Linked DNA regions of Mus musculus: regions 2 and 3 are each linked to region 1. Evidence: chromatin contacts called from public HiCAR-type and promoter capture Hi-C data. All regions are on one chromosome and are shown on one strand. The core of a region is the stretch at or near the end of the contact, and the rest is flanking DNA. Distances in the headings are between cores, read along the strand shown. Region 1 holds the start of Slc35f1 (solute carrier family 35, member F1). Region 2 overlaps Gm40650 (predicted gene, 40650). Region 3 holds the start of Cep85l (centrosomal protein 85-like).

Region 1 (2,550 bases), core at 20-2,519:
AATATTCTAGAATGAAAAGTCACTAAAGAAGGCATGGGGTGATGTTCTAATTATAAAATGGAAAGTGTTCCAAGCTGGGTAGAATTTTGTAGAAAGGGGCCCTGGGGACAGTTCAGGTAGAAACTGGGTTTGACAGATACTTAAATATAGACAGGAGAAGTTTTGTACATTTCTGTCTATCCAATTTTTTTAATGACAAGAACCCCTATTATGATACAAAGGACTGGCTTCTTTTTGTCCCACCCACTGCTCTTTTGTCCCTCTTTTCCCTGTTTTGAGAATACATCGTCTACTTTTGAATGTTATTTTTCTCTGAACATCCTAAACAGATGTTTTCATTTGCTAGTCTTTAGAGCATTTGGATTTAGTGGCAGTATCAATGTGCTTTCGTGTGAACAAATATACCTGTTAAACTTACTCAATAGGATCAATTCCCTATTCTGCAGTGAAGTGGGCAAAACTTAAATGCATATCATTCTTGTGGCAAGATCCTTGCCCAGGCAATCTAGATTAAGAGGCATCTGAAAAAATTTCCAGAGTCAATAACTATTTGAAATGCAGATCAATAGGTATAAGGAATGTCTGGGATAAGGTCCATTGGGCAGAAAGTGGGCTATGATTTCAGGAGCTAACAAAGTTATTTGTTTGACAGCTGGAGGACCTTGAGGGAGCCATCAGGCCCTCTTGATGGGTAATTTACTTCATTTAACTCTTACAATGCCATGGGCAACTCAGGAGTAGCCTTGTCCTAGAATTTAAAAAAAAAAAACTTTCTAGGATCTCTGTTATTTTCACTTTCCTTCCACAGTGCTCTGTTGCCTAAATGGAGTTGTTTTGGGATGACTTAGTTTGCTTTTCCCAATTCCCAGCATGCATTTTTAGTGAGAAACTGTTTTACTTCCTTTTTCCTCCAGGTCCATTCTAGATGAGCATAGTTGTGATATTTAGGGTGCTTAATTTGTAGCCTGGACCAACAAACTGTCTCTGGGTTGTGCCTCTGTCCCGGGCCCATGGTGCTGGATTCTGCAGAGCCTCCGCAGAAGCAAGAGGAATCCTCCCCAATTTCACAGGGAGGATGTATCCACTACTGCACTTAAAAGACAAAAGTACCCACCACCAATCACAGCATCCTAGACCAGGGGCCTCTTTGGATGCCAGGAGGAGGGTTGGGGACACCAAGGCACCTCCGGAGCGCCCTCTGGCGGGGAGCAGAGCGTTCATCCCACCCCCACCCCCCTCTGCCGGCGCGGCGCCCCCGCCCGGCGCTCCAGGTTCACTCTTGGTTTCTCACTCCGTGAGACACAGACGGCAGCTTTCTAAGCGAACCCGGCGCCAGCTGAAGCGGCGCCACCACAACTGCCACAGCCAGGACAAGCCCTAGGCACTGGGAGAGAAGACGAAACCCGGCAGCCCCGTTCCTCTCTCTGCACGGTCCTTGCAGTGGACCCGGCAGCTCCGGGTCCCCGCCGACCCCCTTTGCAGCCACTTGGCGGGGTGTGCCAGGACTTGGTTGCAGCTCCGGCGGGAGGTGGCAGCGGCCCGGAGAGAGGGTGTGCAGCCAGGACTGGGTAGCAACCCGAGAGCACTGGGCTGGGAGGAGGCGGCCGGAGCCCGCCGGTGTCTCCCGCTTCGTCGCTTCGCAAGCGGCACCGCCTCCCCGGGCCGGGGCCGCTTGGCCGGGTCCTCTGCTTGTTCCCGGGCCCGGAGCCCGCGCACTATGTGCGGGGCAGCGTTCTGATAGCCATCCACCTCCGCCTCCGCCGCGATGATTCCCCCCGAGCCTCCGCAGCCCCAACTGCAGCCACCACCTCCACCGGCCCCGCCGAACCATGTGGTGACCACCATCGAGAACCTGCCAGCTGAGGGCAGCGGCGGCGTGAGCCTGTCCGCCTCCTCCCGGGCTAGCATGCGCCAGAGGATCCGCAAAGTGCTGAACAGGTGAGCACAGGCTCCCAGTGGGGACACCAGGGACAGGCACTGCAGGCGCCTAGCCCGCGGACCCCTTTCTCCCCATCCGACGTGTCCCCGAGGTCCTTTGGCACTGGGTCCTAGCCAGGGGAGAGAGCCAGGGCTCGCTCTCTTTCCCTGCGCTCTCAGAGAGGCCGCGACAGCTTTGTCCTGACGCTGGGATCCCCCAGTGGTCGGGCTGCAGGCAGGTCCGGAGAGCGAGTTGGAGAAAGGCGGGGTTGTTCTACCTGCAGATGCCCTGTGTGTGTCCATGCTCACGCCTCGCATCCTCACGTTGTATCACTTCCCCTTTGCACTCTTATCCCAGCTTTGCGCTTTGGGGACACCCCCACCCCACCCCAACATGGCCCGGGCGGAGGCGGGAAGGCCCCGGGCTGCGGTGATGGCGTGGAAGTCGCCAACCTCACGCTGTCTTTCGCTCCGCCCTGGTGGCACTGATTCCCCTCCCCAGGGGCATAAGGTGAGGATACCCCCACCCCCAACCCCAGACAGAAGGGGAAACACTTCTGCCTGACATTTCACTCGCTGTGCAGACTCTTGATGGCTTTTGGAGTAAGAAAAAGAGGCTAGAGGCCTGGGCCA
Region 2 (2,550 bases), core at 22-2,521, 810 kb after region 1:
GCCAGGAAGCCGTGTTTAGGTGATCCAAGCCCTATGTTGGAGAAAGCATAGCCTCCTCCCCAAAGCAACAGTGTGTTTGTTATATAGAGATGAACAGAAGGGCGGGGTTATTATTATTACATACAGCTGAATAAGAAGGTGTGGTTATTACATACAGATAAACAAGGATTCAGGGTTTCTGGTACACAGCTGGATTAAGGAGCCAGGTTTAGCTAATCTCGGTAGGATCAGTCTCTGTAGGGGAGTAGTCTTCAGAGCGAAAATATCCGTGGGTTCCGGGCAGAGAGTTATGGTGAACATTTTCAGCACACTGTGTTATATCCACACTCAGAACAGGAGGGAAGGCTTTCAGATGGCCCTCCGAGACGGAAGCTTAGGTCCTTGACACAGCGGTGCCCCTGTCAACAGCACACATTCAGTTAGGAACCTCACACTCAGGGCTTCCTAGGCTGCCACACTAGTTACGAGCCTCCGTCTGCTGTGATGCTGGGAAAGCGTCTGTCCACAGCAGGCCTGGTAGAGTACAGTGGTCCTGAGCCCGTTTAAATCGGAGAATCAGAGCGCAGCTGCCTGACAAGGGTGGGCGATGGCTCTTTTAGACGCATCAGGACATACTGAATAGGAAAAGCAGAAACTCTCCCCGAACAGAAAGGTTAGGATGGAGAGGACTAACCACGGAGGATAAGAACAGTGGTTAAAAGGTGGGATGAGGTGGTAATTATTGCATCTCACTCTAGGGAGTCATAGCAGGCTGATGGATCCCGCTCAGGAGGGCCCCGGTAACCTTTAAGTGAAGCCTGCATCCAGAACCTTGGCCTCTCACTCCAAAGCCTCTTGGCCCCTTGAGCTGTGGTTGAGGGTCTCCATGCACCTCTGCTCAGTCCCACTCCAGGGCGCCCTGCTCTTTCTAGCTCCTTTACGTAGAGAACTGAGGCAGCCCAGTGCCTGTGTGGTCCCTAGTGGGCTTCTGTTTCTCTGCTGCTGCCAACTTTTGATTTGGTGTTCCCAGCTTCTCAATTCCAGAAATGGGCCTTTTTAGGCCCAATTGTTGGTATTCTCCCCGCATCGGTGAGAATTTGGCTTTCTTGAAGGAGTTTCTGGGCCGACGCTTGGAGTCTTCCCAGCATTGCTGAACTCAACAGTGGGCAGTGCGGTCACACAGGGCAAAAGACCTCAGAGGACAAGAAACAGACTGTGTCAGGAGAGATGGTGGAGGAGCAGTTTCCTGAGTCCAGGCTTCAGAGACTGAGCGGGAACACAAGACAAAGCAGGGAACTAAAGCCTTGCCACAACAGCCAGTTTGAGGGCAGCCGCTGTGTTCTGACCCAAATCCCGCTCGCTCTCCCATTTGCCTCACGAAGACCTGCTCTCTGAACAACAATGCTGACTGTTTTAGGAGAAGGCAAGTGGAACCATCTGGCGGCCCGGCATAGGTGACAAGTGATAAAGAAGGTATTTCCTCACAGCAGCTCCTGATAAGCTTTCAAAGCTCCTGCGCCCTCCTGGGCCCTCCTGGGCTGGAAGCTTACACTGTGGCGGCTGTCTTTTCATTCCTATGTAAAACAGAAAACAGAGAAAAGGAAGCAGAGCTTCTGGCGCAGGCGCCCTGATCCCGTGTTTCCCTAGTCTGGACTGAGCTTGCTTCCTGGGCTAATTTAAATCTGTTTGAAGCCAGCACTGACTGCTTAGGGTTTTGTTTTGTTTTGTTTTGTTTTTTTGTTTTTTTCTGCCCTAAATGTGTTTTGAAGAATTTTCATCAGCATCTAAAGTATCTTAATCATAGTCTTCATTTAGGAAGATTCCCCAAACTACAAATACATTAGCACTAGCTGTTCATAGTGCCAAAGTACTGACTCATAATATATCAGTCCCGGGCATAGTGGTACATACCTTTTAATCCCAGGACTAGGGAGGCTGAGGCAGGAGATCAGCTAAATAGATTTTAAAAGTAGATAAATAAATAACAAACGATCAAAGTTTCTATTGTAGAATATTTTAAATGCAGAATACAGGTTTTTCTTAGTTGACAGACTGAGAATGTCAGTTTTGAGACAATTGTTACCAATGTTTCTTCTAATAGTCACATGACTACTCATCCTGAGAGGACATTAAATATAAATTGTTAGACTGGAAAGGCAACACGGAAAGAGATTGGAAATAAAAGAAGGAGTAAACCGACCTGAATAGAAACAGATTGCCCTTTAATCAGAAGAATGAAGGACATCACCCTTTCCTCAGGAATGGGGGTGGGGGTGGGGGTTGGGCTATAGAGCAGAAGAGACTTGTTCTCCAGTCTCAGGTCTGTGATTACCAATGGAGGTTGGTGTGCTGGCCTTATCATGATCTGCTTTAGTTTAGTAGGCCGAACCACCCTCTGGACTCCCTTATCAGGAGCTCCATGGACCCCAAGCTTGAACATGTTCCGTAGCCTGCTCTACGCTTTTGGGCCATTAGCCCTTTACCATACTGTACATACATACATACATACATACATACATACATACATACATACACACACACACACACTGAGGATTGGCTATAACTCTGATG
Region 3 (2,550 bases), core at 30-2,529, 690 kb after region 1:
TAGGGAGGTTGAGAACTACTGATAGTTTAGAATTTAAACTGTCACAGAATTTCATTGTTCAAAATTTCAGTAGCAATGTGCCTGCATGGTATCTTCAAAAAGGCAGAGAATACCACAAAAGGACTCCTACAAAATGCTTCTTTTCGAACAGTTTTGCAAAAGGTACACAACTGCCTCTAAGTTACACAAGTCAAGTTCTAACACTTTGTAGAACAGGGTTACCACCCATGGGTCCCCAAAATACCTAAATTTTTAGGAGAAATTCTGCGTACAAATAAGTAGCCCTTTTCTCTTGGGGGGTGGGGGGGAGAAGGAAAAAAATTTATGTATCTTTCAGCTTTTCAAAGGGGTTCATGATTCAGTTCAGATTAAAGAGCCCTTTAGACTGTCATCATTAGATAACTTGTCATGGTCAAGCCAACTCTTCTTGTTCTATTCCACGTTAGGGGAAGATTTATAATTCAGTGGCTCCTACACAACTTCTGGGTGATGCAGGCATGAAATGGTTGTCTGATTCTAACAGTCCCTACAACCACCACCGCAAAGCTGCAACCCCCCAGTTTCCCTGAGCCCCGTTTCGAAGGCGGCTGGGCTCTGATGGGACCCAGGAGAGCCCTGGCAGCCATGCGACCTGCTTTCTAAGAGCTGCCGCCCCCTCGGGGGTCTCAATCGGCGACCAAGTCCTCAGCAGCTTCTCTGGAGCAGTGGCTGCGGGCGACACTGCAGCGACCTTCCCGCCCGCGTCCCGCGTGGGGCAGCCACGCACACCACACGAGGGACAACAAAGCCCGGCCGAGCGGCCCAGAAGAGCCGAGTTGTCACCCCGCGGGGGTCGCAGGCCTTAGGGCGCGGACTCCGGAGAAGCCCTGGCGGCCGTCACCCCACCCGCCCGCAGTCCTCCTTACCCGCAGGGAAGCTGCGGGCCCCGCTGGGGCTGTCCCGGCCGCCAGCCTCCGGGGCCAGGAAACGGCCCCACATAGCGGGCGAGCGGGCGAGCCTGGAGCTCGGGGCCCGCGGTCGCCTCGGCTTCTGGGCGGAAACTTGAGCGGAGCCTGGGCCTCGGCAGCGCGGACCGGACCCGGGCGGGGGGCTTAACGGCTGTTCAGCGACGGCCCCGGAGCGCGGCGGCTGCCATGGCCCAGCCGGCTGCGCTGAGGCCCGGGCCGGGGAAGCTAGTAGCTCCCCGGTGACGGCGGCGCGATCGCAGGCTCCGGGGCTCAAAGCGAATCTGCAGCTGCGGCTTCTCTCAGCCCCCTCCGCCCGGCAGAACCTTAGGCAGCGGGCCGGGCCAGGACAGGCGGGGCCTGGATGGGGCTGGGGGCGGGGCCCAGAGGGCGGGGCCTCAAGGCGGGGCCTGGGACTCTTGGCGAACCAAAAACCTATTGCTAACAGCATGCGGGTGATCATCCTGAAGCCGCTCCCTACTTCTCCATCCTGTTACCTTCAAGCTGAGAGAGGGTCCATAATTTAATCCCAAACCCTGTCTTCCTATACGTGCTTTCTAGGGGCACAGTTGTTATAAAAGGTGCGAGTTGTCCCTGCAACCGCTTCAAGGGGCTGTGGGGCTAGCCATCTGACTCAGAATGGAGATCAGAATTAAAATTGTTGTCATGCGTTCCACAAGCACCGGTTATGGATCACGGTGGGAATAGAAAAGAGGACATCCCTGCCTCCCACATCTGCTCCACTTTATTTCCCACCCTTCCTAGGAACAGACATCCTGAGAAAAGACAAAGGAATACAGCATCCTCTTGCAATTACTCTTGTTGGCAATATAATCATTTGAATATTTAGATACAAACTAAACACTGTCAACCACTGTACAAGGAGGCAGTCTCAGCATGCCAATCAGAAGTAACCCAGACGATAAGTTCCTTAGGCTTTGAGTCCAGTGATGTTTTTCCTAATGTGGAAACTGCTAACAAAAGCTTAATATTGATGTATCCTCAAGTAAAATACTACTTAAAGCTTGTGAGGCTTACATTTAAAAATGTGTGCTATAACTCACCACATTTGCTGAAATGTACCAAACCGTGGTTATACATCTAGTCTCCTTCCTGTAGATCTGCAGATATTTCTCCAAATCTTCAGATGTTGGTCAACCGTCAAATGATTCTGATGCTAGAAGGTGACAGAAATATGAAAATATAACGAGATGGCTCTTTATCTGATCTAAAATGTATCTAATTATTTATTGACAGTTGAAAAGGATGGGGAAAAAAACATTAACAGTTCCACAAAGAAAAATATCGAAAGTAAAAATACTATATCTACAAATACATCTTTTCATAATTTGTAGTTTAACAAAAAGCCCAAATTCGCTGGAAACTTGATGTGTAACCCAGGCTGCCCTCAAACTCCTGGTTCTCCTGCTTTAGCCTCCTCTGTGCTTTCTAGAAAGAAAGAAAAAGGAGAAAGAAAGAAAGAAAGAAAGAAAGAAAGAAAGAAAGAAAGAAAGAAAGAAAGAAAGAGAGAGAGAGAGAGAGAGAGAGGAAGGAAGGAAGGAAGGAAGGAAGGAAGGAAGGAAGGAAGGAAGGAAGAAAGAAAGAA

What was found. Promoter capture Hi-C pulls out the DNA fragments that hold promoters and counts their contacts. HiCAR-type assays count read pairs that join an accessible place to other places.
Region 2: a HiCAR-type map of astrocytes shows a contact between it and region 1, with 3 times the contacts expected there. The contact joins the enhancer-like site here to the promoter of Slc35f1 in region 1. A contact is called at or near these places in 5 of 39 promoter capture datasets (hippocampal neurons, liver, second pharyngeal arch cranial neural crest and 1 more), 1 of 484 Hi-C or Micro-C datasets (cardiomyocytes) and 6 of 115 datasets of contacts at active chromatin or transcription factors (astrocytes, embryonic basal ganglia, embryonic forebrain and 3 more).
Region 3: a promoter capture Hi-C map of hippocampal neurons shows a contact between it and region 1, with 5 times the contacts expected there. The contact joins the promoter of Cep85l here to the promoter of Slc35f1 in region 1. A contact is called at or near these places in 2 of 39 promoter capture datasets (cranial neural crest and hippocampal neurons), 2 of 484 Hi-C or Micro-C datasets (both in embryonic stem cells) and 1 of 115 datasets of contacts at active chromatin or transcription factors (stem cell-derived neural progenitor cells).

The regions. Positions count from the first base shown.
Region 1 is chr10:52,689,232-52,691,781 of GRCm38.p6, forward strand. It overlaps Slc35f1 (solute carrier family 35, member F1), which reads left to right and starts at 1,270. Exons shown (of 8, transcript NM_178675.4): 1 at 1,270-1,938. The coding sequence starts at 1,766.
Region 2 is chr10:53,502,155-53,504,704 of GRCm38.p6, forward strand. The region is part of intron 1 of Gm40650 (predicted gene, 40650); the gene reads left to right. It overlaps Gm20597 (predicted gene, 20597), which reads right to left. Exons shown (of 4, transcript NR_037973.2): 4 at 1-1,553. Among named protein-coding and RNA genes, the nearest start is that of Gm40650, 15 kb to the left of the region's middle. Within about 2 kb of position 1,272, at least 85 of the 459 cell types and tissues checked have an H3K27ac peak or open chromatin away from gene starts, as enhancers often do. A contact at or near this core is called in astrocytes, forebrain, second pharyngeal arch cranial neural crest and 1 more, where this site is marked.
Region 3 is chr10:53,378,604-53,381,153 of GRCm38.p6, forward strand. It overlaps Cep85l (centrosomal protein 85-like), which reads right to left and starts at 1,280. Exons shown (of 13, transcript NM_001204983.2): 1 at 906-1,280. The coding sequence starts at 978. It overlaps Gm46225 (a long non-coding RNA gene), which reads right to left. Exons shown (of 3, transcript XR_001779770.2): 3 at 1,983-2,121.